Linked DNA regions of Mus musculus: region 1 is linked to region 2. Evidence: chromatin contacts called from public Hi-C data. All regions are on one chromosome and are shown on one strand. Each heading gives the region's core, a stretch centred on a gene start, on an enhancer-like site or on the middle of the called end of the contact. The rest is flanking DNA. Distances are from core to core; before and after follow the strand shown.

What was found. Hi-C and Micro-C count contacts between places; a contact is called where the count stands out from the background.
Region 1: a contact with region 2 is called in a Hi-C map of uterus, with 3 times the contacts expected there. The contact joins the enhancer-like site here to the promoter of Stx18 in region 2. A contact is called at or near these places in 4 of 39 promoter capture datasets (cranial neural crest, frontonasal cranial neural crest, maxillary cranial neural crest and 1 more), 3 of 484 Hi-C or Micro-C datasets (brown adipocytes, nephron progenitors and uterus), 2 of 115 datasets of contacts at active chromatin or transcription factors (embryonic stem cells and neural tube) and 1 of 9 other capture datasets (adipose tissue).

The regions. Positions count from the first base shown.
Region 1 is chr5:37,962,837-37,969,569 of GRCm38.p6, reverse strand. No RefSeq gene overlaps it. Among named protein-coding and RNA genes, the nearest start is that of Gm40289, 5.7 kb to the left of the region's middle. RefSeq lists an enhancer at 374-1,947. Within about 2 kb of position 1,614, at least 30 of the 459 cell types and tissues checked have an H3K27ac peak or open chromatin away from gene starts, as enhancers often do. A contact at or near this core is called in uterus, where this site is marked.
Region 2 is chr5:38,036,254-38,042,985 of GRCm38.p6, reverse strand. It overlaps Stx18 (syntaxin 18), which reads right to left and starts at 3,756. Exons shown (of 11, transcript NM_026959.3): 1 at 3,487-3,756. The coding sequence starts at 3,654.

The DNA.
Region 1 (6,733 bases), core at 365-2,864, 71 kb after region 2:
CTGATCTTAGAATCCTCTCACGTGACCACATCAAACTCTTGCTGTGATCGGTGGGTAGCATGGAGCTATGAGCTCTGCTGTGAGTAAAACCCCAGGAAAAAAAAAGTGTGGAGCTGATGGTTTTAGGGGATCTCAGACTCAGTCAGGGTTGCTGCCTAGTCCAGAACACCCTTGCCTCGCAAGAGGGGAATATCACTGTAATGGAGTAGAAAGAACGAACCCTGCCCATCTCAGATGACAAAGGAGATGGGAACAGGTTGCAGCAAGGATGGAGAATAGGGGCAGATGACCCTGCCATGATCTCCGAGGGATATCCAAGAGGAGGGTCATTTTAAGCTGGGACAGATTGATAGGTGCCAGAGGGAGATGGGTGCAGACATCTGGGAACAAAGTTCACAGTAGGAAACCTGCCAACTAAGTGGGACAGTCTCTTGCCAGTAAATGCACTGTCCTGAAAATGCCTTGGATTGGGGTCAACTGACAAGAGGCAGTCATGTTCTGATCAGCGACCCATTCAAACTAAAATGAGCCATCCTTGGTAACCCGTACCCAGGTGGGAGGGTGGAAGGTGCCGCTAAGTGGGCACTTGCACCTTTCAATAGCTTCTGGCCTGGATGGTGGCTCTGGGAGCTGTAGTCTAGCCCCAAGGAAGCCGACTCACTGTAGTAGCCTGGGCTTCAATGTTGGGCTGTTTGCATTTCTTGACAAAGGAAATTTGTTGGGCTTAAGTTGCCAAGGGGTTGCATCTGGATCCTATGATGTCTGGCTTCAGGAGGGCTGCGCAGAACCGGCTCCTCAGGGCCTTGCTGGCCTCGTGTAATTAACTTAAATGCTCTCAAGATGAAAGCTTAGTCGCCTGATCCCGGATTACTGTGAGCGCCGAGAAGGTAGGCGGAGCAGAGTGTGTGAGTTATCTCCAGCTATTGAAGTTTCCAGAGATACCCGTGGTGGACAGTGTAAGTCAGGAAGTTTGGGCATGTTGAAATTTATTAAATTTGCAGTCGGGGAAAAAAGAAACACAAAAAAGCAAACCTGAGTTCTGGCTGCCAGCGCGGGTAGGTCAAGTGGAAACACAACTTCACGGAACGAAGTGATTAATTATATTTTGTATTAGAAAAACTAAGATCTTAAGTCAACCTCATTCTCGTGCAGTTCCAGAGCAGAGATGTTAATTTCCAGATTCCTTCCTCATAACTTCTGGATGTTTCCTTCTGACTGTTGAAACTGCCTCTTGTCTTTCTCCTCCGTGTCTCGTCCTCGCCCGAATCTCACTCCCCTTCTCCAGCTGGAGTAGGGTAGCTTTGATCATCCATGCTGGGGGTGGGGGTGGGGAACGTGGGTGCGGGGTGTGCGTGTGGGGGATTCCTACAGGTGATTTTTAGGCCCGAATTCCATTGTGACAGCCATGATTTATTTTAACTACCAACCCAGGAAAGCAGGCGCCGCCAGAATGAATACCTCCACCAACCCCTCCCCAGCCAACTAATTTTACTGTTTATGAATCACTAATATGTTTAAGGGAGAGGGAGAGGAGCGCCATTGTAGATAACTAAGAGTCAGACTTTGAGAAGAGACCTCATGGTGCTCAAACAGTTCCACATGACCGCGATGGAAAGGCTCTACAGATACACAACACATGGAGTACAGATAGCGGCCCCGCCTCGGTGGGGAGGCGCTCAGAGGCTACCGGCAGATGAAACAACTTTCATCTCTCTCAGGGAGATAAACAGGCCGGGCTGGATAGGCCTCTTTATTTACAAAAGAAAATTAAATCCGTTTTAACACTTGCTCCCTTCATAGGAAACACATGTTCCCTGGTAATTGTTTTGAACTCATTTAATGGAGCCAGGCTGCACCGCGCCGTCGAGCTGGGCTGCACTCTCATTTTCTCACTGGTCAGGGGTGGCCATGGAATTTGCAAGGAATTTCTTCCCAATTCCAGAGGCTCCGAGAAGGGGGCATTCTTTGGCGGAACTTTCGGAGGAGCCAGGTTTGGCTTCCTGCCCCCTGGAGGGAACCCCTCACCCCTTACTGGGAGAAGTCTGCCCCCAGCGCCCCTTGCCCCGAGTCCTTATCGGGAGTTTGGGGTGGATCAAAGGGACTCACAGCCCTAATTGAGCCCGACAGGCCTCCCTCCTGCCTGGGAGTTTTTGCAGAAAGAGAAATGAAAGGTTGGGTGATTTTTCCCAAGAGTTCCTGATAGAGTTTTATGACTGCAAGGTGTCACTCAAAATTTCTGTGTCCACGGGCTTTCGGCTGCGCTTTTCAGATGGTAATGTGCAAGAGACCTCCTGGGGCTCCGACTAAAAGAAGACTCTGATTTGTAGGACTAGGGTGGGGCCTGAGAGTCTAACACCGCTGGGAACTGATGCCCAGAGCAAGGGTCACAGGTGTAGCTGGTAGTTGCCCCCAGAGGGTCTGGTTCTGCCTCTGGGGTGACACTTAAGAATGTTTACGAGTGCCCAAGTCTTCCTGATGCTGTTGGTTGCAGAGGACATTCTCTAAACTATTATTTGGAAACTAAAATTCTCCCTGGGGCAATTAAGGCTCAGCAGCATTCTACCCTCACCCCAGAGTTCACGAGCGTGAGAGAACCAGTGCCAGCACCCAGCCCAATACTGGTCCCTGTGTGCACAGACAATAGGAAGTGGGGCAGGCAAGCATAGGGAATGGCTCGGGAACCTAGGACTCCACTTGGCTTGTGCTTCCCTTCTGATGATAATGTACTTGCAGCCAGAGGCTCTACCTGTATATACTGTACACATACACACCATTCAGAATAATGCATCTAGCAACCCATTAGCATTGTAAGACCCCCTTCCCCACTGCATAAAGCTGTATGAACACCCACACATTCTGAACAATGGAAATATATCTCTCCTTCTTTTAGTGACCATCAAACTTGGACAGTTTCTATTTAGACATTCCAGTTAAGTCTAAGACCAGGGTGGAGGGGAATCAATTCAGCCTGAGCTAGTTTGGGATGTGTATGCATTAGGGCAAAGCTGTGTCCTCAAATGAACTTTTAGGGGGGAAAGTCTCCTATTTATCATCTTATACCCATGCATAATTGGGTGTGCCTATGATTAAAATCAGATGCATTACGGAAAGGGATGTGTGAATGAACAAAGTAAGTAAAAAGGAAAGGATATGACTGTTCCTAAGTGTGGTGGAGGAGAGAGTTTATTGTAGCTATCTGGGAGAGCATAACCAGATGCAGGAACATCTGGGAGATTCAGAGTAGACATGGCCCTGAGCTAGGCCAGTGAGGAGAGGGGGAGGGGAAGGAGAAGGGGAAGGGAGACTGGAGAACAGGGAAACAGGTACAATAACTAGGAGGCCGAAAGGTGCAAAGAGATTGGGTAACCAGAATGGGTGGGTTATATAGGGAAGAGCAGCCCAGGCCACTGAGCTGGAAAGTTTAGGGTAGAGGGCAGGGTATGCCAACTAGAATGACCCTGTAACAGATAGGGACTAAGGGATGCTGGGAGAACCTGTTAGCGGAATCTGCTTTGATATGTAAAATAGACACCTTAACCCCTTGTTTGAATCCTAACAATAAGTACAGTAGAAAATAATAATATGACCTACTCTACCAATCAAAACAGAACCACCCTCACCGTGCCCTTCTGCCCTTCGTAAACAAACTCCACTTGAACGCTGTAGGAGGTAATTCTGAGTAACCATCAGGACCTTTGATTTCTTTCACCCTGAAGCCTGCTGGTCCCCTTCAATGCCTTCAGACCTGCTCCTTAAATTTGCCTCAAATGAAGCCTCCTCAAACCTTTTCTAATTTGTGAGCCAATATTTCAGTTTCTTAAATAAAGAGCCAAGAACCTGGAACTATCTGGTCCAGACCTCTGCCATCAATCAGAAAGACTCTGAGAACAGAACCCATGGGGCTTCCTCTGTCCAAGCCCCAGAAATGGATATTGTTGAGGTGAGACCCCAGGCATTCCAGCTGCTGTTATCCCCTGGGTCTTGCTTGTTCCCTAGCCAGAGAGCATTTAGTGATGGAGACTCTCAGCCCCTCCTGTCTCCTCACAAGGCCATTACTCTTTGTAGAAAGACCTTCAGTGTCCTCTCTTCTGGTTCTTTAAAAGCTTTCTCCCTCATCACTAATCTGAGGTGGGTTCTGCTCTCCCACGTAGCCCCAGGTGAAAGTCAGCCTCCTAAGTCATGATGAGAAGGCCTGGGTATAACTGATAGCCTTTAGTGTCTCGGTTTCTCCACAAGGGAAGCCATCTAATCCTCCAGAAAACCCAATGAAGGAAGAACAATCTGGCAGAGATGGTGAGCTCTGCTGGCCAAGCACACACCCACCATGAGAAGCTTTTTGGGAACCTCTTCTGAGTGTTTGGTGTCCAACCTGGGACAAGGGACTGAGGCGCATATTTTACATAGCAGAGCAGACCTGGCCTCCAGGTCCTCCCAGCATCCCTCAGTCCCTACCTGGGATACCCTGCCTCCCCCCCCACCCTCACCCCGAACTTTCCAGCCCAGGAGCTAGGCTGCCCTTCCCCCAAGAGGCTCTTCCCTATATAATCCAGACATTTTGGTCTCTCTATTCTTTCTTTCCTTTCTTTGTGTGGGTGCCCTTTCTCTCTGCCCCCACAACCCACCCCACCAATCCTCGGGGCCAGTGAGCTCTCCCGAGAGCAGCTTCCCAATAAACCTGCCTTTAATATAATCTAATCTGGCTTGAATTGGCTCATTTCACCAGCAGCGGAGAAATAACCTATCCCTGAGAACAGATGCTGCGAGATGCGCTTCCGTGAATTAGTCTGTTTTTTTCCTCTGAAGTTTCATTGTCTTTTCAGCTAAGAAGGTAGCCCCTGAAGAAGCCAGTAGGAAACCCCTTCCCCAGGCTTCTCAGGTGTTTTCTGAGGGGGGTTTGGCCTGGGTGAGTCTTCTTGTGAACTGAAGGTCTGGTCCCAGGCCTCGCTGCTCTGGCCCCACCCCTACCCTGAGCCTCAAGGGTCTATCACTGTTAGAGATCCCAGTGCCCCTCAGCAGGGAGGCCTGTTTTGTTTGGTGCCCCTGGCTGACTCTGGGCCTCACTGCAGTGGTTCCTCTCCTCATGCCACTAGCTAGCATGGGGACTGGTGGCTCTCTTCACTCTTCTCTGGCAGTCAGCATTGACTCCCCCACCCCACAATGGGAGATGACCAATCCCATCCCCATACCTGTTACCTCTCCAGCTCGAATTTCCTTTACTAACTTGGAACCACTGTGTGGGCAGCGTCCCTGCCTAGATTCTCGCTGCCAGACTCTGCTTGCCTGAGTCCTGAGTCTGGATTCTGTTTTGTTTTTTGTTTTTTGTTTTCCCTCCGCTGTTTCCCAGAGCCCACACATTCAGTGAGAACAGACCTGGCATAGTGAACGAATGAATGAATGAGCAGTAAAATGAATGATGGTAGCTAGTGTGAGTGCTACTCAGTGTCAACCCACTGGCAACTCTTACCGTGGGCATCTGGCAGCCAGAGCCCACGCAGACACTAACTCATTCTCCCAACCCTGTCTCAGCCACGCAGCAGGCAGGCTCCAGGGCTCAAGCCTGATGTCTGGCCTGGCTTGTGTTTAGAAACTGACATCTTGTAGCTAATCCCCTTGAGACTGTCCACTTTCTTCCTACAGAGACCCCAGGCCTCAGGTCCCGCCTTTGAGCATGTTAGTCGCTGATAAAGAGGGCTGCTGCCCTGTCCTGCCTTATCTGATGAGCTTGGAGCCTGCTCTTTCCCAGCGGTGCCCTGGTACCTGTCCACTCCATTACCCTGAAGCCTGCAAGTCAGCGGTAAACCATCTGCGGAAATCCTGCTGGGGACCTTGTAGGTGAAGGGATCCCATAAACTAACATTGAGAGGTCGCTACTCCTCCCCAAACTCCTTATTTTCACAAGAGATGGCTGTGTGGGTGATGGGGACTCTGACATTCCCTAAATGTGGGCATGTATGTATGGCATAGAGTGGTATTTGGGTGAGCCTTTCCCTCTCAGAAACGTACTTTATATAGCCTCAGATGGATCAGGTGCTGAGTTGGGTCTACCCTAGACCTAAGAGTTAAAAGGGATAAAAATGTGACAGTTTGGAAACAGGCCCCTTACAGAGGTCATGGAGAACAGCTCAAGTTGGAAAAGCCTGGTATCCTCATAGGAAGAGGTAGGGAGCTCAGGTGAAGACCCCTGGAGACAGCTCCTTGGGAAGATAAGGACAAGGATAGAGGCTACTGGAGGAATTAAACCCACTGATTCCAGGGATCACAGACTTGGGGGCCCGCTACAGCTGAGAGGGAAATGAACCTATGTTCAAGCCCCATGTATGGTACTTGATTATGAGAGCCTAGCAAACTCATACAGATATTCAATATGACCGTGAGAATTTCCTTCCTGCTTAGCCGGGTTTATAAATAAAGACCCAGAGCTGTAGAGACAGAGAAAGTGTGGTCCATAATGAACAGTTGGTTCTGAGAACCTCCCCATCCCCACCGTTAGCTTCTGCATCCCAGGCTCTTTGCATTATACAGAACATCACTGGCTGGAGGTGCTGATGCAGGAAGGAACATGCAGGAGAGTGCAGGTATTTCTGAGACACTGGAAGCACAGAGGCCTCAGGAGTCCTGCCTGGTCAGGGCGGCTCCCTCCCAGAGTGAAAGAATTGAAAGCACCTTCCTCAGACACCGCCCTCCTGGTGTGCATGTTGAGGAGGGGCTTCAGGAGCAGACTACAGACCCTTGT
Region 2 (6,732 bases), core at 2,507-5,006:
GGAGTGAGCAATGGCTCAGTGATTAGAAGTGCTTACTGCTCTTCTGTTACTGGACATCTGAGTTCAGTTCCCAGCACCCATGTCAGTCAGCTTACAGCCACCTGGAACACTAGTGCAGGGAATCTGATGTCCTCTTCTGGCCTCCTGAGGGCACCCCCACATACACGGCACACAGTCACACAGGCATAAATACATAAATAAAAAGGAATCTTTTTAAAAATTTAGGTGGATATTTAAGATAACAATAACAGAGAAATAAAAAACACTTCTGCCTCTGGCTCTAGCCCATGACCTCAGCTGCAAAGACATGGGGCCAGTCACTGCATTTGTCTGAGTTTTAAGTCTTCCCATCTATTAAAATGATTAGTCTGAATAAGATGAATTACAGGACCTTTAAAAGTACATCCTGAAAAGTCTATGGTTCTGTTTAGGTATACAATTGATTTTGAACCAATTGCCCAGTAGACTATCAAGCAGATTTCAACTTAATGTCAAGCCCAATAGTTGGTAATAGCTCTCAGGGGACAGAGCTGAGGAGTTCTGAGCTACAGGATCCACTGGGAAATGAGTGCTGGCTTCTGTGGTCAGAGGCAGCATGTGAGAAGAACAGGTCCCACGTGTTTGCCACTGATGATATTTCACCTTGAACTCAGAAGTGCCACTGTCGTTCCATTACTGGGGCTGCCTGAACCTTCCAAGGATCTTCATCTGTGAGGCCATTAAAAGAAAACTGTCAAAAATGCATTTTCAGCACTCAGGGAACAGTCCAACTGACCATGGGCTCTCTCCTCACAGGGCTGCTAGCTGGATTGTGCATCTTAACTCTTCTGTTCCCAAATCCCCTATCCCTGAGGACTGATAATCTGTGCAGCATTAATAAACCACCCAGGAAGAGCCTCCACACACCAAAACTGTGCCGTCCACACACTGCGACAACAGCTTGGCCAGACTCAGACTAGAGCTATGATGACACCTTATTTTCCCATTCTCTTACTTCAACCTGAGACATGCCTCCTTCAACATGATACATGGTGCTCTTAAGCTCTCAACTTTCTAACTCTCATCTCTAGCTCTCCTTCTCCCCTCCCTCCCACCCTGCTTCTCTCCACGTGGCCATGGCTGGCCTTTCTTTTACCCTCTCTCTTTCTCTCTGCCTTTCTACAATAAAGCTCTAAAACCATAAAAAAATGATAAATTGTATGATAAGACATGTTATATATGATATATAAGATGGATCCATTGGCGTTTTAAAGTCTGTTTTGGATAAAAAGAACCATTTTGTAGGTAAATAAGTTCTGCCTAATAGCATGAGTCTGGCTAATAGCTAAAATGGTTAAGACAACACTGTGGTCTCCTGGATCTTCTTCGCTGTCTACATAATACTGGACTTTCTACAGCAGTGGTTCTCAACCTGTGTATTGTGACCCCTTTGAGGGGAGGTTAAATGACCCTTTCACATGGGTCACAGATAACCCGAATATCAGATATTTACATTATAATTCATAACAGTAGCAAAATTATACTTATGCAGTCTCAATGAAAATAATGATTGATGGGGGGGGGTGTGTCACCACAGCATGAGGAACTGTATTAAAGGGCCACAGCATTAGGAAAATTGAGAACCACTGGTCTAGAAGGCAAGGTTCAAACGCTGCAGAGTGATCTGCAAAGATCTTCTAGATTTCCCGCTGGCTACCATAACACTCATTATTTTTCTGAGTGTCCCACATTCTTATTTTAATCAAGCCCAACTTAAGCTACTATCTCATGCCTTTGTGCATGTTGGTCTCTTTTCAAAAAAGATATTTTCTTAATTCATTGGGAATTGCATATGTGTTCGGATCATATTTATCCAGTCCCCCTCTAACTCCTTTCAAATCCACTCTCACCTCTATACCCCCCTACCTTCATGTCCCCATCTCCCCACCACACACCCATTTTTTAAAAGTCCATCAAGTCTAACTGCACTGTCCATGTCCTCCTGACTGTGTGGCCACCCAGGAGCACGGCCAGCACGTGATGCCCTTCCTAGCCTTCTTGGCAATGAAACCAACTACTGTTCTTTTAGAATGGGTTTCTGACATCATTGTCCCATGAAGCCTTTCTCCCAGGTGGGATTAACCACTGTTTCCCTTGTGCCCTACAGAACACCAGCACGGCTCACGGCAGGGCGTTTGTTTATATTTGCATCTCCTCCACCACTGTAACTATAACTCAACAGTGGAACCCTATTACTCTAAAACAGTGCTGGTCAGAAAGTAAGTACTAGGTAGATGTTTACTGTTGGAGGGAGGGGCATTTATCTGGTTCATACAACCTCCTGTGCTTCAACATTATCTGTAAACAGCCATTCATTGACTTGTGCATATATATATGTGTGTGTGTGTGTGTGTGTAATATTTGAGTATTATCTAGTCTGAGGGCCCATGCCTTCAATCTCAGCACTTGGGAGACAGAAGCAGTCACCTTTCTGTAAGATCAAGGCCAGCCTTGTCTACATGGAAAGACCCTGCCTCAAAAAGAGAAATATCAAGCAATGGATTATGTGCCAAGCAGAGGTGAGTTTACTGGAAAACCAATGAAACTTAAAGTTTAGATCCCCCAGATTTGTACCTTTCAATGCTTTGGGCCATTGTGTGTGTGTGTGTGTGTGTGTCTTTAAAAAGACAGGCAGACTGTATATGACCCCCTGGTACTCCAAAAATAACATTTACCCTAGTGTCATAGACACAAAGGGATATAATGCAAACAATCTTTTTTTTTCCTGTTTAGTGGAATCAATAATTGTTCATTCGTTCAACCATTCATTCATTCAAAGAATACTTACTAAGCAATATTGTCAGTAGCACATACAGAAATACTGTCAACATGTTCCTACCCTTATGGAAAAGATTTCTATGTTGGGGACACAGAAGCCGGTTGTGTCCAGAGAACAGGAAGCAGTTTAGAGGACAGTTACAACACTAGTGTTGCTTAAGTGTTGCCGCTCTGAAGGGAAAAGCTTTTACCCTACACTGGTGATGTCCTAAACCAATCTCAGGAGGTACTGAGTCCTACCTATGCCTGGAGGCAAGGATCAAGGAGCGTTCAGCTGAGCGTGGATTTTATTAAACCCTACGAGCAAGAGGAGGTCCAAACAGATTCGTGGAAGGGCGAGGGGAGATAGTGGTGAGCTTTGCGACAGGAAGTGTCAGACTGTGGGAACTCTTGGCGAACTCACTGCCTCAGAAGGTTATAACCTGATTTCAAGGATATCCAAGCACCTCTAACTTACTTCCTTCAGTGCCCAGATATGCGTCCCTTCGTGAGAATAAACCTGTCGCCACCCTGAGCCAGCTGTTAGGTCGGTGAGACAGACTCTCTGTCTTGCTAGAGACTCCCTGTCTTCACCGAGAGCTAAAGAGATAGGCCCAGTTTGGGGTCCAGGGGCCGCGGAGCGTATGCGCCCCTAGCTCCCGCCCGCCGTTCCCATAGCAACCAGCTTACCACTTCACGGGCCCGGCTGGAGAAGTCTCCCTTGGGCCGAGGGCTTCTGCGGAACAGCTCGTCCCGGCTGCCATCGGCCCCGCCACCCACGGCCACTCCCAGAGCCTTATTCCGCGTCTTCACTGTCTTGACGCTAGCCCGGAAGAGCAGTGTGATGTCCACCGCCATAGCGACCCGCAACCCAGGGCCTGAAGCCGGCCAGGCACACGTCAGCAGCTAGCGACCCCGGCAAGAACTCGGTTGCTGAGGGACGTTCCGATTTCGCACTCCTCCGCCTGGGAACTGTGAGCATAGAAGAAAGGTTCCGCACTCCGCCCGTGTAACGCGGAGAGTGGAGAAAGGTTCCGGCTTTAACCCAGAGCCGGAATTCTCCGTTCCAGACAGCTACCCGCAGTGCATCGGCACCCCTTTCTCCTCTCTGCAAAACTCAGCGGGATCAGACGCTCGGAGATTTCCCAGTCTGGACTTCAGGAACGAAAGCATCGGGAAGCTAGAAAGATCGCTCCCCTTATGATTCTTTAGGAGACGGGCGGGCGGTTTGGTTGACAGGTGGGGAGTATCACACTTTTGACTTTTGTCATCAAGGGATCGCCTTGAGTAACAATGAACTATGACCATCTGAGTTGCAGGAGCTAGGAAAGGGTACGTGTACAGAGGTAGGGGCCAGAGACCTTTTTTCTTCAACCTTCAGCCAGTTCGGTAAAGTGAAGCCAGCGCCTTTCTTGGAATGCACAGAGAATTAAACAGAATGTGTGTATAAAACGTCCTCGTGCTGTTTAACTCTTAGTATACAGCTAGTAGATGTTGCCGTTGTTGATAATATGGTTGTCCTCAGTCGTTTTGTTTTGTTTTGTTTTGTTTTGTTTTGTTTTTCGAGACAGGGTTTCTCTGTGTAGCCTTGACTGTCCTGGAGCTCACTCAGTATACCAGGCTGGCCTCAAACTCAGAAATCCGCCTTCCCCTGCCTCCCAAGTGCTGGGATTAAAGGCACGCGCCACCATGCCCTCAGTCTTCTTACTTATAATGTAGAAGAGGCTTAGAGCAGAGATCCCTGAGCGGGGATGTGGAGAGCAGGAACTTATCAGAGCCAGACGAAAGTGAAGCATTCTGAACTTCATGATATCATGTTAGGTTCCTCCTCAATAAGCACTTTTGAAAAGCGCTCTCTTGAATCATAGTTATCAAAGAGAAAGAATGAAATGGAGAACAGAGTTACGTAATTTGACTAAAGTCAGCTAGTAAAATTTTTCTGAGCACTTGGTTCATGGTTCATTTTATTTTTGTGTGCACCTTTCATTAAAAATACAATTATGCCACTTTCTCTCCTTCCCTTTTCTCCCTCCAGCCTCCTCAAGTCCTCTCCCTCCAATTTCTTCCATGTCTCCCAACTCAATCTCAAGTTGATAGCTTCTTCTTCTTTAATTATTATTGTTGCATATATGTGTAAGTATCCATGGATATGCCAGCACAATCTGCTGAAACTGTTGTTATTGTGTATGTGTCTATGGCTTCAGGGATAATCACGTTGTATTGGACAACCAATTAGAGGGTTCTTCCATGGGATAGGCTAACTTCCCTCTCTCAGCAGCCATAGTTGCCTGTAGTTTCTTGTCCAGGAGTGTGACCCCCATGGTTTAGTTTTAGTTCAATATCAATTTCTCTGGGTTTTGTTTTCCTTATAAAAGGAAGCACACTAAGATGTGTGCTAAAATTAGGCTTTTAACAGTCATCAAGATGAAAAGCTAGTTTCATAATAATCCTAGGATCACATTTGCCTTTACACTTGCATGTTCTAATCAGCTGTATGGTTGAGTTTTCCAAGAGACACTGATCTTACAATAAGCTAATTGCAGAGCAGCTGTCTTCCATTAAGCCAGACTTAAAAGAGAATTGCAAAGATGCAAGTGCCAGTTCTTCTTACCGAGTCTTTTATTGTTTTGAAAACTATTTTCCCTATGAAGATGTTTATGTTAATATTTAATAGATGTACTCTGATTACTTTAGGCAGATAAATATTTCTAAGCTTCTCATTTTATTTCTAATATAGTAACTATCAATAGATAAAATCCAAGCAAGCAACAATTGTTTAAGGACCTACATAATTTTGTAGGAATGTAAAAATTTTCTGATGTTTGAGAACCACAGTATTAAAGGCATATTTAAAAGAAATACATGTCAAGGAAATATTCATGTAACAGAAAAGAAGTAAATGATTTGACATCCAGAGTATAACATTTCATCATTCCTGAAGAACACAGTCCATACAACTGGAGTAGAGAAGGAAGAGAGGGAGAGGGAGAGGGAGAGAGAGGGAGAGGGAGAGAGAGAGAGAGAGAGAGAGAGAGAGAGAGAGAGAGAGAGAGAGAGAGAAGAGGACAAAATCTATACTAGTAATTCTAACTTGCATCTTGCATAAATTGTATTTTGTTTTATGCAGACATTAATGAGTCTTTGGCTATGCAAAGGTAAGCCTGGGGCAGAGTAAATGGAAGGAGAATTAAATTGCCTTGCATAACAAAGTGGAGGAGTTGAATTAGGGAAACAAAGAGCAAGCCAGACCCTTGGTGGGGTCCAGGAAGTTAGGAAGTAGATAAGTGGGAAAGGGTTTTATGTAGGAGGAATTGCTGAGCTCCATAAAATACAGTAGTGGTGGGTGGTGCCTTGTGTGAGCCATGTACTCAGTGCAATTGGGTGAGGGTAGAAAGGTGAGCATGAATCTCTAAGTTTTCTGTATAGATCTGTAAATGCAGAGAAAGCTGCAGTGTAGATGAGACCCAAGTGAACTCCATGGTTGTACAGCCTCAAATAATGGCAAATAAATGAATACATGGAACTTGACAAGTTCCAAAGAAAAGGCCGCCTGCCCTCACCTTATGGCTTATTTCCTTCTCTTTTGAATTTCTCCCACCCTGTAATGACTTAAATGGTATATGTTCAAGAACTAGGTCCATATCTAGATTTTTCTTAGACTTTATATTCAGACCCTATATCTAGTAGCTATTAGAACCCAAAATTTACTTGCAAGCAGAGCTTTAAATATATCCTAGTTCCAGTTACATGTGTGGATGACAACATAGGACCTAAAGTCAGTAGTGGTGTCTATATTAATATGCCAACAAGGGAATAGGAAGATACAGGCAGATGTAGCCACATGCCTGGAAATGATGACAGTCCCTAGAAGCTGAAGAGCAAGGGACTCATTCTTCCCTAAGAGCCTCAGAAGAATGTGTGCGTCTTCAAACAGTT